Linked DNA regions of Mus musculus: all the other regions are linked to region 1. Evidence: chromatin contacts called from public HiChIP or PLAC-seq data. All regions are on one chromosome and are shown on one strand. The core of a region is the stretch at or near the end of the contact, and the rest is flanking DNA. Distances in the headings are between cores, read along the strand shown. Region 1 has its middle 93 kb from the start of Gm20742. Region 2 has its middle 20 kb from the start of Gm41608. Region 3 overlaps Mtcl1 (microtubule crosslinking factor 1).

Region 1 (3,744 bases), core at 340-2,839:
CACACACACACACGCATGGGGGTGGGGGTGGGGCTTATCTTCTCTTTTGTACTACTTAACTGCATATTTTATCCCAGAGTCACATTTTCTTGGTCCAGAGAAGACCCACTGGCTATTTTAAAGATGTTGATTTTCTTTAGATTACCAATATTTCTATATGCAAACGCCATACACACAGACTTGGAACGGCAAAAGGCCCCAGAGCTAGTGCTGTTTTCCCACTCTATTGCTTCATTGTTTTCTTCTCTAAAATACGAGCCAAGCTTAATGCATCAAAAAAGTCACTTCAAGGAGTCAGTGAGCTGCCTGTGAGAGCATTTTGCAAACACCCAGCACAAAACAGTCACAGCCTCCCCCCACCCCCCGTTACATTTACCGCCCCTCCAAATGTTTATCCGGGAGCGGTGTTACAGAGTTAGGGTCTATGTGCTATTCAGCAAGTATCGGCAAATTGTGGCAACAAAGGATGAATGCACTACTTAAGTTAAATCTAACTCATAGCTATGAGTCATCACACAGACATTGCACATACCTCACTATGCTACATTCTCTACTATCTGCGCAGTCCTTGCCAGGTACAAACACATTATCCTACACCGGGAGCTAGGGATGGGAAAATGCTGTCAGCACAGAAGATTGAATTTTGGAAACAGATGAATGCCCCTGTGCGTGTTTTTAAAATAAAGAGCATGCGTTTTGTGACAGCCTTGCCTCCCTCCCGCACCTCCATGTCCATCACATCAACTCCTGGGCAGCGCTTGCTGTCCTGGAATACTCTAAGTACCAGTGGCTGCGTCAACAGCGAATTTCACCAGTAAATACTTCATATAATCTGAAGGCCTGGGCTCATTCACATAGTCAATGTCTCAGAAGAGTACTGATAAGTTTGATCCAGTGTTCCCTAAAGGCTGTGTGTTCGAAGCCTGGTTCCTGCCCCGTGGCAATGGGAGGAAATGGAGGAGTCTTTAGGAGGTAGGGGCTAGTTGGAAGTCCTCTGGTCTGTCTTCCTAACACACAGGGATGTGCCTTTGAGTGGAGTCCTGGTGCCCTGGGCTGTGTGCTCTCTATGTATCCAAGATATCATAAAGAAAGCTTTGTTGGGCACGGGCATCGGATGCAGTTCCTGGTCACGGGCAGGTGTAGCAATAGCGTCATTATTGAGATTTTTTAAAAGAGAAATAGTCCCAATTTGTATTGGCCTTTAGACACAGCTTCTTGGGAGATTACACATAAAACTTAGACTCTAATGTCAACAAATTATTAGCCCTTTAAAAAATATACTACAGAGGGGGCTTAGAAGACGGATAAAGCACTTGTCAAGGATTCCCAGAACCCGTGTAAGAAACAGGCAGGTACGGCGGGCCCCTAGTAATCTCAGAACTTAAAAGGCAGAGACAAGGGGTGCTTTGGGAAGCTCTTTAACTACAGTGATCTGGTTGGTGAGCTCTAGGTTCAGTGAGAGACTTTATCTCAATAAATAAAGTGATCACAGAGGTCACCGGACACCAAGGTCAGGCCTCACACACAGTCGCTCTGGTGGTTTGAATAAGAAATGTCTCCCATCAACTTGTGCATTTGAACGCTTAGTCGCCAGACGGTGGTGGTGTTTCGGGATGATTGGAGGTGTGGCTTTGTTGGAGGAGATGCATCACTGTAGGGGGATTGGAGACTTTAAAGACTATTTCCTGGTCCGTGGTGCAGTTAGAAGGTCCGACCCACTCCAGCCGCCATGCCTGTGTTCTGCCATCATGGACTCCTTATCTCTACAGAACCATAAGCCGAAATACACTCTCTTCTATAAATTGCCTTGGTCGTGGTGTTTTAACTAATACACGTGCACACGCTAAACACACACAATAAAATAAATAAATCACCAGCTCCTGAGCCTGAAGCAGGATAGAAAGATGGAGAAAATTATGGGGACATGAGCAGAGAATGAACCCTTCACCCAGGAGTCTCTTACTAGCAGACAACCAATGACTGCTTGTAGGCTTTCTCCTCTATCAGTTATAGATGTATAACTTTCCATGAATCTTGTCAGAAACCTCACAGGCCAAGAGAAGGACACTGACAGTGCTCTCGACTAGAGTTTGGATAGACTTCCCGGTAAGGGCTCCGGCACCCACAGTGCACACCACAGACACCAGCCTTCCATTCAAAGGTGTTGGGGCCACCCTTACTTCTAACCACCTGGACTTGGGTACAGGGGTTCCCACAACCCATTGAGGTGCAACAACTCACTAGCACCGTGAACAGAACTCCGAGAAGAGCTGTGTCATTTTGGAACTTTGTTTTTACTACAGGAAAAAAAGAGATATAAATCACAACCAGCCGAGAGAAGGCTGAGGAGGAGAACTCTAAATGCAAAGTTTCCAGGGCTTTCTTTCAGTGGAATCAGGATGCATCCTGGGATATCAGTGTGGAATAATATGTAGAGTTCTGTCACTTATTGAAAAGCACTGAAGCAGATGCCCAGAGTTTGTTAAACCAAATCTTAGCTTCCCTTCCCTACCCTGAGGTTGGAGCAGGTGTCTCCTGACTCAAAGCTCCAACTCTAATCACAAGGTTGGTGTTTCTGTGAAACCTTCTCCCACTGGGAGTCATCGCTTAGTGTAAACTGCAGAGAAGCCCCGCCATGAGTCACCTCAGCAGCATGACCAATGTCATTTGTCACCGTTGAGTGACAAAGATATTCTTGGTGCCCGGGAAAGGCCAACGGGTCCAGGATATCTTCCCGAAACCTGGTGAAAGTCAGCAATATTCGTTTAAAAAAATATTTATTATTTTTATGTGTGTATGTGAGTATTGGCCTGCATGTATGTACATGTAGCATGTATATGCCTGGTGTCTGAGGAGGTCAATAGAGGGTTTTGAATCCCCTAAAACTAAAACTACAGACCCTCGTGAGCCAGCAACATTCTTTATTACCAGACATGAGATTTAATCTTATATATGTAAAGTTCTTCCCTTACCTACTGTTGCCTATGTGCCCCTGAACACCTGGATGATTCTACCCCTTTTCCAGCGTGTATTTCCAACCCATTCGGAATTTACTGTAATTCAAATACGGTGAAGGTCACCCACCTTAAGGTTTTTTTTCTGGGGAGCTGTCCCTACACCATTTTTTTTCCTACTGATTACACTGTCAGGCTCATCACGTTTTAACTCCTACATGAGCTGTGGTTCACTTCTAAATGTCCTAGTGATTCCTGCTGACCTGGTAGCATGTGGCTATCACACAGTACTTTGATGATCTGTATTCCCAATGAGCAGTAACCTTTGATTTAACATTTATAATATCTAGAACTCTTTTTTTGTGTGTGTGGTTTTTTGAGACAGGGTTTCTCTGTGTAGCCCTGGCTGTCCTGGAATGCACTCTGTAGACCAGGCTGGCCTCGAACTCAGAAATCCGCCTGCCTCTGCCTCCCAAGTGCTGGGATTAAAGGCATGTGCCACCACACCCGGCTGAATATCTAGAACTCTTAAGGAACTCAGCTTAAAATCGGTTGTCAGTTAGGGGTGAGACACAAATACATCTGTCAGACAAGTGAACAGTATTTTGTGGATCTGAGAACTAGTTGACTTCCAGTGAGTACACTAGCAAGATATTCAACTTCATATATACATGTGTGTGTGTGTGTGTGTGTATACATTTATAGATAGATGATATAGATGCTATAGATACAGATGCTATAGATATAGATACTATAGATATAGATATAGATATAGATATAGATTAGATAT
Region 2 (3,744 bases), core at 419-2,918, 200 kb after region 1:
TGCCAATCCACAAAGCCACATGCTGTCATCCCTGAGACACTGAGTCATCTAGGAAGACCCGAATGTCCAACATGAAATCCTTGGAAACTCAGGTGACTGGAGGCCAGCATGAGCCAGGCTACTCTGCAGGTTGATCTTACCATCAGCTCATCTCCTGGGAAGCGGGTTGTTCTTTTGTGGCTTCTAATGAGAAAAATCAGAATATTTCTGCCATTGATTATCTCAGGAGCTTTAACAGCCATGCTCTGCCCTTGAACTCATCTTGTAGACAAGAAGCAGCAAAGTTTCTATAAGCCGTAGATTATAATTCTGTAAATTCCCTAGATTCATAGTATGTGGCAAGTCACAGCTGAAATGAAAACTGGCTGCTGTCATCGAATGTCTCTTGGCCCCTATCTGTGGAGGCTCTGGGTCACTAGCTGTACCATTCATATCCCTGAGGCAGATGCACTTTGGTTCTAGGTGTGGAGGAAATGAGTCCCACTTTAGCCTGGTTATTCTCACCAGCATCATGAGCACCGTAAGGGCCAGCATGTCCATCCGGCCTCTGGAATGCCATCTCAATTCCATGCTACTGATCACGCGTTAGCACAGTTTGGTAGCTGAGGCAGCCCCTTTGCAAGCTTAACCACTATCCTGTGTGCCCCAGTGACTTTGTCACCAAGTGCTCTGTAAAGAACTGGGACATGTCTGTAGTGTGCAAATGGGCTTCTAAAGATGCACTGGAGTCAGAAATCCCACAGGGTTCCACAGGAAGCTTCCCTGGGACAGGGGGTCCTAGAGTTGAACAGCAAGATGTGACAATAATTCTTCAAATTGGAAGTTCAGGCCTAAATCTCTTGTTTCCACGAACTAGGCAAGTCCAGGCAAGTCCCAGGTCTCAGAAGCTGCCCCACCACCTGGCTTGAGGCAAGGACAATGGGTTAAAGAGTTTCCAGCCCCCACGTCCCAGTAATGGAATGTCCCTAGAGATGGAGCAAGATAAAGATCACCTAACCCTGTCATCCCCTAATGTGCTTTAAAATCAGGACTGAGAGCTCACTTGGTTGTCTATCTTGGTGATGGGAGACCCCAGCATGCTGGACTTGTGCAGAATAAAACATTCTTTGTGCTTGCATACTATTTGAGTCCACCATATCATTCTTCAGCGAATCATGAACCCTTAACGTTATAAAATCATAAACTTTGACAATGGATAAGACAGGGCAAGCCAATACAGAGGTTCTTCCGTCTTGTATTCTTGCTGAGGCTATTTCAAATTAACCAGAATTGGATGCCCTGGGTAGAGAACCCTGTGGAAAATTACATAAGTGTGTTTTAGGAACACGAGGTTAAGATGCCCTAGCTAACTTACACTGGATTCTATTAAACTGCTTGTTTCTGTCCTTGTTTCCCTGCAGCTGCTGAGTGAGATGCAAGGATGTCGTTTTTTTTTTGCCTTAAAAAAACTACTACTGTATTGTGATGATGCACAGCGGTGCAGACAAGGAAAAGAAACTACAAGGATCTGAAGGGGACAAGCTCTTGGACCTTAAAACAGGCTGTAGGGTGCTGAGGGAATTGTTTCATGGGTGACTTTAAAATCCTATGTCTAAGACGGGCGCAGGCAACCTGGATCCTTTCAGCCAAAGAGAGAAAGGCAAACCGGCTCAAGTGGGCTCCCTCTGCAGGAAGTCTGGGGCAGTGCAAGGGGTGACCTCGGCGGTAACAAAGCCAGGCTTGTGTTCGAAAGAAGTCACAGTTTGTTGCTCCCGCAGGCAGGGCACCTGATAGTCTCCGATCTAGGACTGCGGGCGCTGGGGGATCCTGTGTCGCTTCCATTGAGACTTTCTCCCTATGAAATCAGACCTTTCCTGGAATGTGAGCATGGGTTTAATGCCAATGGCAACGAATCATCTCAATGATGTCAGGACACAAAATACAGAGAAGCATTTGAGGGCCCGGAGCAGGCCGACCTGGTGCTGGGTTGGGTGTGCCAGGACTCAGGACATCTGCCTTTCAGCCATCCCCTCTCCCCCAATTTAGAGAGAGGCCGACCAGGCACCACCCAGGGAGAAATTGCTCTGTCCTTGACTCTCGTCCTGGGATGGTTGTCTAGAGGCTGCACACGCAGGCAGAGGGGAAGCACCACTCACAAACCTGGGGTGCTCTGAGGAAGAGTGGTCCATTTCCCTTCTCTGTAAATTCATTTGAGACCAAACAGAGCGGTGGCACAGCTGGACAACCTGCTGACGTCCATGGAGTTCATTTTCAGCAAGCCCTTAAATGTGGTAGGTTTTTAATAAAGCTCAGAGCCTGTCCTTCTTTGGATAGACTTAATTTATGCCCATGTTACCTTAGTGCTGACATCTTCTGTTCTCTTCCGGCTCCTACCAGCTGCCACCAAGTAAGGGTTCCTCTTTTTCAAGACTCTATCTGCACAGACATCAGGTCCCACATCACATGTTAATGTTCACAGCTCAATGGCAATACTTCAGAAGAGTACCTAACATATGTAAAGACAGATCAACGAATCAACAAGACAAAAGCAAGCGACTGGAGAAAACGCACCAAGACCACAGTGATTGCTGGGAGTACAGTTCAGTAGTATAGTGCTTGCTTAACCTCCAGGAAGCTCCCGCATCACAAAACAACAACAGCTACAACAGAAAGCAGGGTGACGTGCCACCATCTATTTATCAGAATGGGGAAAAGAATGAAAAGAAGCAGCACAAGTTAATAAAATATATTCGTATAAATAATAACTATACTTATTTCATCATTTAAACAGTCGTTTAATTATTTAAATGATAAATCAAATTATAAGATCCCATTTATTTATTTATTTATTTTGTTTTTTTTTTGTTTGTTTTGTTTTGTTTTGTTTGAGACAGGGTTTCTCTGTATAGCCCTGGCTCTCCTGGAACTCACTTTGTAGACCAGGCTGGCCTCAAACTCAGAAATTCTCCTGCATCTGCCTTCCAAGTGCTGGGATTAAAGGTATGCGCCATTTAAATATTTAAACAACCTAATTAACCTTACTATTCAGCTAGATGTTTGATCATTATTTTTGTTACAGTATAACCGTTGCAATGACACTACATATCACCAACATAATTATCAAACGGACAGAGTATTCATACAATAGGTACCAGTGTTGACAGTGTAGAAAACTGATGTCAGCTCTGATGCATGCCCATGACTATCATAAGACAGACCTAGAACGATATCAACTCTAAACTCCTATAATCTAGAAGAGACTTGCATGGAATGGGGGGATTATGGCTTATTAGCACAGTGGCCACTACGGCATCAGTAATCTGACAAACTTTAGGTTTTTTTTTGTTTGTTTGTTTTTGCTTTTGTTTTTCGAGACAGGGTTTCTCTGTGTAGCCCTGGCTGTCCTGGAACTCACTTTGTAGACCGCCTGCCTCTGCCTCTAGAGTGCTGGGATTAAAGGCATGTACCACCACGCCCGGCTCAGACTTTAGGTTTTATCTGTGTGAAGTAATAAGGCTTATCTGTGGGCTGAGCTACTGGGAGAGGCTGTAGGGGCAGCCTCTGAGGTCTGGATCTTACTGGGGGCTCAGGAAGAGTCACTGAGAAAAAAAAACCAAAACTATAAAATCCATACTTTGTGTTCTTAAAAAAAAAAACCCGAAACCAAAAACCAAAAACCAACAACCAACGTGCCTGATTCTGCAATTGATTAATCCAAACAAAACAGAATACCAGGACACTTCCAGGGCAGGCTGGTCCTGAGCT
Region 3 (3,744 bases), core at 455-2,954, 130 kb after region 1:
GACTGGTAAGAACAGAACTGGCCACCGGGCCTGCCCCGAGCCAGCCTGTTCCTGCAGCCTTAAGACTTCCTAAATCAATTATCCAAGATTCCTGCTCCTTAATCTCCCTGGGCCTGAGGGTATCTGGCTGATAAGGGTGATAAAATAATCAATCAGCAAGCAGCTTGCCTCACAGGGCTGTTAAGTGCAAATAAAGCCACTGCTAGGTCATTCTCTCATTCTCAGGAGTTCTTCAAGCTGTCCAGAGCTGAACACGTTGTAAGAGCTGCAGCTAGAGTTTAAAGTTCCCAGCTATTTCATTTGTACACACACACACACACACACACACACACACACACACACACACACACACACACAGAGAGAGAGAGAGAGAGAGAGAGAGAGAGAGAGAGAGAGAGAGAGAGAGAGAGGTGAACACAACAAGCCAAAGGAGGTCGGAAGAGGGTAGTGAGTCCCTGGATTAAGAGTGAAAGCATTTGTGAGCCACCTGATATGGATGCTGGGAATCCATTTTCGCTCCTATGGAAGAATAGCAAGTCTTCTTAGCCAGGAAGCATCTCTCCAGTCCCTGCAGTTACTTCTTTAATAAACAATGACTAAAGCACCTACCTGCCTCCAAACTGCAGAAGAGGCAGGAGGAGATGGTGGTCCTTTTACAAGGAGACAGTGTGGTTGTAACTGCCTTGAGAAAGAAGCGTGACTGCTTGCTTTTCCCCCCACAGATATTTTAGGCTGGCTCTTTGTACCTGCATACACAGACTCCCTTCTGAGCCAGGGCTGGGAATCGGCTCCACAAGGCTTTGCTCCCCTGTGGCTCTGGAGCCACCGTCCCCAGGAGTACATTCAGGTCATCCCTGCAACATGTCACTCAGATGCCTGAACTTCCACGAGCACCCACGTACACTGTCCCCTATCTACACTTCGGATACATCCTGTCCTGCTCCAGGATTCTACTGTCTTATCAAAGAGGACATGGGTCCAGCATGGGCCCTGGGAATATTCTGTGTCCTGTGTGCCCTCGGGTTGCTACCTCAGGAAGTATTTGGGTATGGACTATATGAGGGCCTTTACAAGGGAACCACAATGCACGCATACCACGCTCTGAGTATTTCAGGGTGCACATTCACCCACGAACGTCTCTGAAATCAGGTCATGGTTTCACGGTTTGCAGGTTTGATTTTAATGACGGGCCTTCTTCTCATCTCAAGTCAGTGAAAAGTGGTTTGTCCCTGGAAGTAGCTCTTCCTGGTCTGTCTGTGTGACATGGGTTCTTACAGTGCGCAACTGTGGGATTCTTCATGTTTGTGTTTTTATTTTGAATACATGCAGCTTTAACACAGACCAGCAGACATATAAGCACACTTCAAACGTAACACCCCCAATTTTCAATGAGTTTCTCTTTAGGTGAAGGGAAGTTATTTTGACTATTTAGAGTGTCTTGGTCCACTGGATTCACTGCCAGTGAATTCTCTGAGACCTCTTTGTCACCTACAGTCGTGTGTGTGTGTGTGTGTGTGTGTGTGTGTGTGTGTGCGCGCGCGCGCTCTGGAGTTAGATCCTACTAGCTCCGAGGTTCAAATTTCTTACCGATTTGGGTGAGCATGCCCCACCCAAATCACTGGGTTGCCTCAGGAGGACAAAGACAGGCACTTAGATCACTGAGAGCCACACCCCAGGGGCTCAGGGAACTTTCAGCTGGCTGGCAGAAACTCTGGTCCTCCCACCTCCATTGGAATTCGCAGAAATGTGCTGAGTAAGACTACCTTGTATACACAACCAGCCTTAAGTGTTCCCTATGCAAAAAAAAAAAAAAAAAAAAGGCCTTCTGCTGTCCTGATCTGATGGCTTATTTTTTAAAGAGCAAGTCTCTCAGGCTAGCATGATGACTTTTTTTTTTTTTTTTAATCTCTCAGGATGGTTTGGAGGCAGAGACAGGCAGGAGGAGTTGGAGACCGCCTGGTCTACACTTGAGTTCCAGGACATTCAGAGCTACACAGGATTTTCCTGTTTGGTTAAAGAAAAGAAAAATCGAGGGGGGTGGGGATGGCAATGAATGTGTCTGTGTATCTATCTCTACATAGCCCTACTGGCTGTCCTGGAATTTACTATGTAGAGCAGGCTAGCCACATCTGGCCTGATGGGAAGTCATTTATTGTTTTAAAGAATTATTTATTTTATTCATATGAGTACACTGTTGCTGTCTTCAGACACACCAGAAGAGATCCCATTGCAGATGGTTGTGAACCACCATGCGGTTGCTGGGAATTGAACTCAGAACCTCTGGAAGAGCAATCAGTGCTCCTAACCACTGAGCCATCTCTCCAGCCTCTGATAGGATAGGATATCTTAAAGAAGGAAGTCAGAGGGGACACATGACTGATTACTTTGTAACAGATTCTAGGACTGTCACTTCCCACCTGCAATGGCAGGACCACACTAGGCAGACCCCACTACTCTGGGTGGGGGTTGGGGATGGGTGTGCAGAAGGAAACCAAGATGGCGGAGAGGGAAGGAATCAAGTCTGAGGAAACCAAGATGGTAGAGAGGGAAGGATTCAAGTCAGTTGAACTTCAGACCCAGGTCACCTTCCTGTCCTAGAACCTGGCCTCTGATTTGTAATTAATGGAGAGGGACCGAAGGTGTTACTGTCCTCTTATAACTGCTGAAGTCATAAAAATATAAAACCCAAGGTCGCTCTTACTAACTCACTGAGTAATTGCAGGTTGTAGCTATGATGTCTGGGCCTCCACTTTGATGCCGAGGGGTCATTTGTCCAAACAAGCTGTCCCAAAGAAGGCTCAGCCTCGTAAAGTACCAGTTGGGGGACAACTCGCATTTTACCAGTCTTGAATCCAAGCCGGCACCTCACATACTTAAACTACAGAGAGGGAGATGTACAACTAAATACTAAACACAAACTACCCGAGGAGTTATGAAAGCCGGAGATGCCTGGTCCAACCTCAGAGGACCCTAAGTTACAGCCTGGATGTGCTGCAGATATCAGGAGTCTTAAAAGATACCCAGGGGGTGTGATACGCAACCAGAGCTGAACAGCATGGGTGCTAAAGGACCGAGTTCTTCATAGATATTTTTTGCACTCTTTTGCTACCTCAGAAACCTACAAGAAGCAACTTGCTGGAAGATATCCCTCAGGACTGTGTCATCCAAGCTCCAAGTATCCACTCCATTAATCCAAAGTATCTTACAGGGCTTTCTGCAAGAGGTGAGAGGAGGGTTTGCTACCTGCTGCTCATCCAGGTGATTTAAAGAAGAAAAAAAATGCAGACCAGCCCACCTCTGAGAAAATGCACAATTACTAGACTTCAGACTCCAAGGGAGAGTTGAAGAAACAAGGTACAAGACCAGGTGTGAGCCTGAAAATAAGACCATGTTTCTGAGATGCAAGGATGAGCCCCGTTCAGTTATCTCCCAGTCACACCCTCCCCAGTCAGGTCCCCACACCCAAGTCCCATGTCAAACAAGTCCTTCCAAAGGAAAGAGCCAGAAACCACGTGGAGCTCTGGCAGTACTCATAGCATCTGATGGGAAGAGACTGAGAGAGATGCTGCTGGGCTACTGACATCCCATGGAACAGCTCCTACCTCCAAGAATTCCCTTCCAAAATGACTATGCGCTCAGAGGCTGAGCAAGCTTGTTCTATCTAGGCAGATAATGCAGAATGGATTCCTCCTATCGCCCACCCTCTCATGTCCACGGTATGTGTTTCCGAGGGGACTCCGTGAC

The links. HiChIP or PLAC-seq counts read pairs in DNA pulled down with a chosen protein or histone mark.
Region 2: an H3K27ac HiChIP or PLAC-seq map of embryonic stem cells shows a contact between it and region 1, with 14 read pairs. The contact joins two enhancer-like sites. A contact is called at or near these places in 2 of 15 datasets of contacts at CTCF or cohesin (the NIH/3T3 cell line and embryonic stem cells), 2 of 484 Hi-C or Micro-C datasets (embryonic stem cells and forebrain), 12 of 115 datasets of contacts at active chromatin or transcription factors (embryonic basal ganglia, embryonic hindbrain, embryonic stem cells and 3 more) and 2 of 9 other capture datasets (embryonic stem cells and embryonic tail).
Region 3: a contact with region 1 is called in an H3K27ac HiChIP or PLAC-seq map of embryonic stem cells, with 5 read pairs. The contact joins two enhancer-like sites. A contact is called at or near these places in 2 of 484 Hi-C or Micro-C datasets (nephron progenitors and uterus), 4 of 115 datasets of contacts at active chromatin or transcription factors (embryonic stem cells, extraembryonic endoderm stem cells and pancreatic cancer cells) and 3 of 9 other capture datasets (adipose tissue, liver and pancreatic islet).

Annotation. Positions count from the first base shown.
Region 1 is chr17:66,283,897-66,287,640 of GRCm38.p6, forward strand. No RefSeq gene overlaps it. Among named protein-coding and RNA genes, the nearest start is that of Gm20742, 93 kb to the left of the region's middle. Within about 2 kb of position 1,590, at least 8 of the 459 cell types and tissues checked have an H3K27ac peak or open chromatin away from gene starts, as enhancers often do. A contact at or near this core is called in embryonic stem cells and pancreatic cancer cells, where this site is marked.
Region 2 is chr17:66,484,258-66,488,001 of GRCm38.p6, forward strand. No RefSeq gene overlaps it. Among named protein-coding and RNA genes, the nearest start is that of Gm41608, 20 kb to the right of the region's middle. Within about 2 kb of position 1,669, at least 37 of the 459 cell types and tissues checked have an H3K27ac peak or open chromatin away from gene starts, as enhancers often do. A contact at or near this core is called in embryonic stem cells, where this site is marked.
Region 3 is chr17:66,417,902-66,421,645 of GRCm38.p6, forward strand. All of the region lies in intron 3 of Mtcl1 (microtubule crosslinking factor 1), which reads right to left. Among named protein-coding and RNA genes, the nearest start is that of Mtcl1, 30 kb to the right of the region's middle. Within about 2 kb of position 1,705, at least 37 of the 459 cell types and tissues checked have an H3K27ac peak or open chromatin away from gene starts, as enhancers often do. A contact at or near this core is called in embryonic stem cells and pancreatic cancer cells, where this site is marked.